Regions from separate parts of the Arachis hypogaea genome. Here region 2 is linked to region 1. The links are chromatin contacts, called in public Hi-C maps. All regions are on one chromosome and are shown on one strand. The core of a region is the stretch at or near the end of the contact, and the rest is flanking DNA. Distances in the headings are between cores, read along the strand shown. Region 1 holds the start of LOC112790761. Region 2 holds the start of LOC112790760.

Region 1 (3,737 bases), core at 717-3,216:
GCACCTCCTTCAGCTCCCGAAGGAATTCACCGTGCAGTGACACGTCCCTCTCATCGATTACCACCCTCTGCCCTTCCAGAACCTCCCTCGCTCTGTTGCACTCCTCGTACGTCTTCCGAACTCCCCCCAGAGACGTTGTGTAAAGCACCACCGCCTCCTCTCCCCCCGGCGGGCACTTCTCCGGGAACGAACTCAGCGGGTCCCGACTTATCTTCTCGTATGCTGATTCCTTTTCTTCCTTTTGCCTCTCCATCCTGTCCCTCACTATGAAGATGTTGTCTTTCACCGGCTTGATTCTCACGCCTCCTTCTTCCGCTTCCTCTTCCTTTCCAGATGTTCTTATTGGTGCAGGCGGTGGTTGTTTATTGAACTCCTTTTTGTTCAACTTCCAGTTGGTGGTGACAGCTTTGGTCAACTCTGGCCTGGGTTTGGGGTTTAACTTGGCGTCTAATTCTTCCAATGTGTGGAACGACATGGTCTTGCGGGGCTGTGGATGTGGATTTAGCTTTTGTGGCGGTTCCTCGGGCGGTTGTAAGGGCTTGTTGAGGTCTTGGAGGGCTTTGCTAACTTCGTCCCATGATTGGGGAGCTTCGGTTGAATCAAGCATGTTGAGCTTGTGGAGAATAGGGGTGGGCACGTGGGTGGGGATGGGCTTCTCGTCCTGATGGGTTTGGGGAGTGTTGTTGAGGTGCTTGAGCCATGGCTCCTCTATGGCGTTAATGTCGAACACAGCGAAGCTCGTCGGTGCCGGACGGTATACGCCTGCGTTGGCGGGGTCGATACCCTTTGAGGAGGCGCACCCCATCTTTGTTTTTCTCAGCGAATGAATGTCTCAGGAGATAAGGTATACTACTCCACAGCATAGATATAGGAACAAAAGTAGAGTATGTAATAGGAGTTGCAGTCACACGGTAATTTAATGAATGAATAAGTGAGTGAGCAAGCTAAGCAAGTAAGCATATTTGTCCACTGACTAATCTTGTCCTATCTATCTATCCCACATCAATACTTATCATATTTTACTCTTGTGTATATAATTTAGGAGATTGTTATGGTACTTGTAAAAGAGAGTGTTTAATGTGTCCAAAAATATAAATATATAAAAATTAATATTTAATTTAAAAATATAAAAAAATAATTTTTAAATATTTAAAATTTATTATAAAAATAAATTAGACAAAATTTAAATATTAAGTAATAAACACCGCAAAATTCACTTAATGTCAATTTACAGAAATTATTATCCCGTATATATAGATATTAAAGCAGCCACACATATGATTGAACAAGGTAATGTAATCTCGTCTAATCTAATGATATAATTATATGGTGGGATACATGGAGATTGATAGATGCGTGGTGCGTGTTTTATGTAATGTAATATATTAGTAATTTAGTATGTGGCTTGGGAAGAGGGATGGGATTGTCATTGTTTGGTTTAGTTATATTATTGATTCGACAAAGCTTAGAGAACCTTACGATAATGTCTGGTGTTGGTGTTATTAACGTGGAGATAGCAAGCATCGCCGCTCGGAATAACGAATAGATGTTTGTTAGGTCATAATGTCGCGTTCAGTGGGAGTCTGCTTCAATCACACCTGTGGTTGTGGACTACTGCAACTTGTGTGGCCACTGCCCACTTCCAAGTTCCAATACATGCCGCTTTCGTTTTTTGTGCCATATCATTAATACATACAAATATCATGCATAGCATATCCACACCAAAACAAAACAAAAAGTTTCTTGTTATAAAATAACTAAATAAATAAATAAGAGAGAGGTAACAAATATAAAATATAAAATATAATTAGATAGCTTTAATAGTAATATTCTCTATAATTACTATTATAAAGGAGATAATTTATTTATATATTAATATATGTATAGTAGTAGTGTATTAAAGAAAGAGAGAGAGAAAAGTTTTGTATATAGATAATAGAGAGAGAAAATTATTGTTATTAATGTTGTATGCATATTGCCTGAGGATTAGCCTCCTATTTATAGGTATACAAAAGGTAATATTTTTAACATTCATTAAATTCAATCTCTCTTGAGAATGGACATCCATCTATTCAATCTTATCACAACACTCCCCATTGGATGTCCATTTAGGATTATTGCCTTGTTAAAACCTTACTAAAAAAATCCAGTGGGAAAAAAACCTTAGTGAAGAAAAAAGAGTACAATATTCTTTAGTGATGGGGACTGCCTCATTAAAAATCTTGTCAAAAAAAACCCAATGGAAAAAAACCTGACCAAGGAAAAAAGAGTACAGTCTCCCCCTCTTGCCGACATCATTTAATGTCTCGAAATCGGCGCATCCCAATCTCATGTACCAATCTTTCAAAGGAGGATTTTGGGAGTGACTTTGTTAATAAATCTGCCAGATTGTCACTTGAACGGATCTGTTGGACATCAATTGTCCCTTGATTTTGAAGATCATGAGTGAAGAAGAATTTGGGAGAAATATGCTTTGTTCTATCGCCTTTGATGTATCCACCTTTAAGTTGAGCAATGCATGCTGTATTATCTTCAAACAGGACAGTTGGAGCTATCTTATGATCAATCAATCCACATGATGACAGAATATATTGAATCAGGCTCCTCAGCCAAAAGCACTCGCGACTAGCTTCATGAATTGCTAGTATTTCAGCATGATTAGAGGAAGTTGCTGCTATTGTCTGTTTCGTGGACCTCCATGATATAGCTGTACCACCATATGTAAATAGGTATCCTGTTTGAGATCTCCCTTTATGTGGATCAGACAAGTATCCGGCATCTGCATAGCCAACTAGTTGTGACTTGGATCCATAGGGATAAAACAATCCCATATCAACCGTTCCATGAAGATATCGAAAAATTTGTTTGATTCCACTCCAATGGCTTCTGGTTGGAAAGGAACTATATCTTGCTAGTAAATTCACCGCGAATGATATGTCAGGTCGCATATTATTAGCAAGATACATTAGCGCTCCAATGGCACTAAGATATGGTACTTCAGGACCAAGGATATCTTCATTCTCTTCTTTAGGACGGAATTGATCATTTTCCACATCTAAAGATCTTACGATCATTGGGGTACTCAAAGGATGTGATTTATCCATATAGAATCTTTTTAAGATCTTCTCTGTGTATGTCGCTTGATGAATAAAGATCCCATTTCTTGTATGCTCGATCTGCAGGCCGAGACAAAATTTAGTCCTTCCAAGATCTTTCATCTCAAACTCTTCTTTCAGAGTTTTTATAATTGTTGTTATCTCTTCAAGAGTCCCAATGATATTTAAATTATCAACATACACCGCAATTATAATGAATTCAGATGCGGTTTTCTTTATGAAAACACATGGACAGATATCATCATTCTTGAATCCATTTTTGGCCAGATACTTAGTAAGACGATTATACCACATTCGTCCAGATTGCTTTAGACCATATAAAGATCTTTGCAATTTGACTGAGTATAACCCTTGCGAATATTCATTGGATGGTTTAGATATCTTTAGTCCTTCAGGGACTTTCGTATAGATATCCCGATCTAATGAGCCATATAAATAGGCTGTTACCACATCCATTAAATGCATATGCAGTTTATGATATGCAGATAAACTGACCAAATAACGCAATGTTATCGCATCCACTACAGGGGAATACGTTTCTTCATAATCTATACGGGCCTTTGTGAAAAAGCTTGTGCCATAAGTCGGGCTTTATAGCGCACAACTTCATTTTTCTCATTT
Region 2 (3,737 bases), core at 460-2,959, 520 kb before region 1:
AATAGTTCAGTGGTCAACCTTCAATTCTTTAACCGTCCTCAAAATCAACTTTAATTAAACTTAAATCAACACTAATAACCAAATTGGCATAATCGACTAAAATCGGAATTTCCAGCAATCCTAAAATAATCAGAAAACCCATAACAATCACAGCCTCAAATCAAAGTAAATCTCATCAGTTAATTACTCATGACAACGAAGCCATTCAATATCACAGCCATAACCTAAACTCAACTCACATCCGCATCCAACTTCAATCATAACTCAGAATAATCACCACAACAAACTTTTCTCAAAATACATTTCATTTAATAATTAACTCATCATATTTCAATTTAATAAATAACATTAAATGAATCACCGCTTGCAGCCACATTTCAACCAATTCCAACCCATCACAAGTCCATTTCACAGCCATCCCAATATATTAAAATTCCATTTCAATATCAAATAATTCAAAGTAACTCATTCAAGATCAGAATCTCAGCCAACTCATCACAAAAATCAGTGATTCAAAATACAATTCACAACCAGATTTTAACCAATTCAACAATATCACATAAGATCAGAATTTCCAACAAATCCATCAAAATTAGAAAACTAATATCAGTCACAGCATTAACCAAAATTAATCTTGTCAAATTAATTACTCACAACAACAAAACCCAGTGACATTCACAATAATCACAACCATTAACGATTCTCAAACACATTTCAAGTAATTCACATCAATTAATCAATTTTTAACCATCATTAACTATTTGCAATTATCCAATTAACTTTGTAGGCATTCTAAATTAAAAACGTTTAAATTTAAAAATAAATCCCCTACCTCGATGTCGCAACTCGTAGAAATAATCAAACATGGTAGCGCCGTTAGCAGTTTCCAGCACCCATTCAGCTCTCTTGGCAGCAACCACGATGATTCTGGGAAGCTCCAGTGATGGTGGAAGGCCTCAGCATCAGCCAAATAGCAACGGTAACGATTCAGAGTGGAGCCAGAGCAGGGCCAGAGCAACAATAACAGTTCTAGCAACAGCGGTAGCGTCTTCTCGGATTCCAGAAACCAGAGGCAGAAGCAGAACTGGCGAGCTTCTCCATTCAGTCCTCCAGTGATAATGTCCGGCGATGCAGCGGCTTGGCGACGGCGACGACTTCTATCGACGGTAGCGGCGGTAAAGAGACATGGCGGCGATGACAGAAGACTTCTCCTTCCTCCTCTGTTGCGTCGTATCTCTCTCTCTCCCTCCTCAGATTCGCGCTTTCTCTCTCTCCAGTGATGGCCGCTCCGACCACACCAGCAACGGTGGCGACGGCGACGCATGAAACTCCTCCAGTGGCGGCGACGGGTGGCTTGACGACGAAGCTTCTCCTCATCACGGTCCTTGGCTCGCGTCTCCCTCATCTTCTGTCTCGGGCTTCCCTCAGCAACGCGTGGATGACGGCGGCAGCTCCATGGAGCGATGGTGACGACGCAGGCGAGGTTCGGCGGTGGCGATGAATTGGACAGTGTAGAGTGCGGCTCCTTCCCCTCCGATTCCGAGCTCTCTCTTCTTCCTCTCCATCTCTGCGTTTCTTTCTTTGTTTTGTGTGTGTATTGTGTTTAGGAAGAAAGGGGGTGGGGGCTGCGGGCTTCAGGGCTGGGGAAAGGGGGAAAATTAGGGTTAGGGTTTTTGGGATTTGGGAATTAAGAATTTCTGATTCAATTTGAGAATTAGGGTTAAAAATTAGGATTTTATAAAGAAATAAGAATAGATATGAATAGATATTTTGATAAAATTGGAGTGTAGAATAATTTTAAAATCAAATATACTCTATTAAAAATATTTAGAAACATTATTTATCAACATATTGCTATGTTCAATCAATTATTTCTAATTTAAATTATAAAATAAACATATTAATCGCATTTTTTATAAAATATAGTTTAAACTCAATTTTAATTATTCAAATTAAAGGAGATAATTTTTCTTTATTTTTCTATCTCCAAATCTTTAATTTCAATTTATAAAATAACTAATTATAATAAAAATTGTACACAAATATTAACTAAATTAAACTTAAAGTATTTATAAATATCAATCTAATCATTTCTAATAAAATAATTTCTAGGAGTTCAAATTAATAACATAATTCATTCAAAATATAATTAAATTATACAATTCTTTCTTATTTTTCGATTACTAAAATTATAATTTCAATTATATCAAATATCTAATAAAGATTATATAAAAATTCTAATTAATTTAAACTGTAATTATCATGAAACTCCATTTAATTACCTTTAATAAAATAATTTTCATAAAATAAAATTATCAACAAATAAAATAAATCGCAAATAACTAATTATTGATTTTCAAAAACTAGAGTTGTTACACAGCTGACCTCTTCATCTTCCATGGCGTATATCTTGAGTTGTAGAGTTTCGAATGATGCACTCTCAACGGCATTAGAAAGTAGACTTCCAGAACTTTCCAACGATATATCATAGTATGGGGTTGACATTCGTTTGAAACTTCAAAAATGGGCTTCATTTAGAGCCTCAGAAATTGAAGGCGTTGGCAATGCCAAAATACAAAGGTGTGTTCACAAATAACGCCTGTGACCCTGGCAGGCTAACCTTATCCCCTGCAATGGAGCATAACTTGAGTTACAGAGGTCCAATTGAGGTGCTTCCAATTGCGTTAGAAAGCTGACATTTAGAACTTTCCAACGTATAATAGTTTATAGTGGGGCACAAAAATTGAAGCTCAAACAATAGGCATCATTAAGCCCCCAAAACACAAAGACGTTGCTAACTTGGGTTTGTGAAGGCGTTGGTGCCAATAACGCCCAAGTGACCCCTGGAGCTTGGTTTTGGTTCAATTAAATTACTTCAAGGTCCATCCAACCTCAAGCAAACAAAGCCCATAAATCTCAACCAATCAAAGCCACAAGAATCATCTAGAATAGTCAATTTTCATTTAATTGTAATTTGTTTTCAATTTCATTTCAATTTGTAATTTCAGAAAGCCTATATAAAGGCATTAGCTTCATAGAATTGGGAGGCTAGAATTGTTGGGAGAACACACACACACACACACTTCATTGGCACACTCTACTGGGAGTGGGTCTTCGGACCCCGCCCCTCACATTCTCTTCTTCCCTTTTCTCTTCTCTTCTTCCTTAATAGTAATTTAGCTTAATTTGTAATTTTCATTTATGAATTCTTGAATTTTCAATTTTTGTTTTGAATTCTCACTCTTTATTTTCATGCACTCTAATTTCATGCAATTTAGTTTTTATTTGAGAGCAATGACTACTTAATGATGACAGGTCATTATATACCCATTTTTCAAGCTAATTTCACTTGTTTTACTAGTCTTTATACACTTTCTTGCATCCTAAGTAAGTAATTTGGAATGAAAATGCATAACTTCTTTAAATCAAACAACCACCATTAAATTAATGCTAAATCATGAGGTTTGAACTAAAATTAATTGATTTTTAATGAATTAGAAACCTTATGAGTTTAGAGATACTTTGATTGGTTGTTTTGGTTTCTTGTAGGTGAAGAAAGGAAGAAAAGAAGAAAAACGTGGCTTAAGAAGTGTGGCCAAGAAATGAGAAGTGTGGTACAACATAGAAGGAGGAGGCAAACACTGCCCTCCACAAGAGCACACTGCCCTCCAGGAGAGCAGCATATTGAACCAAGCCTTGAAAAGCATCACTGTCCTGCCCACAACAAGGGCGGAGCA

What was found. A called contact is a pair of places that touch in the nucleus more often than the background predicts.
Region 2: a Hi-C map of leaf shows a contact between it and region 1, with 7 times the contacts expected there. The contact joins the promoter of LOC112790760 here to the promoter of LOC112790761 in region 1. A contact is called at or near these places in 2 of 8 Hi-C or Micro-C datasets (both in leaf).

Annotation. Positions count from the first base shown.
Region 1 is chr3:66,681,621-66,685,357 of arahy.Tifrunner.gnm2.J5K5, reverse strand. LOC112790761 reads right to left here and starts at 1,966. Exons shown (of 1, transcript XM_025833306.3): 1 at 1-1,966. The coding sequence starts at 805.
Region 2 is chr3:67,198,829-67,202,565 of arahy.Tifrunner.gnm2.J5K5, reverse strand. LOC112790760 reads right to left here and starts at 1,709. Exons shown (of 2, transcript XM_025833304.3): 1 at 833-1,709. The coding sequence starts at 1,405.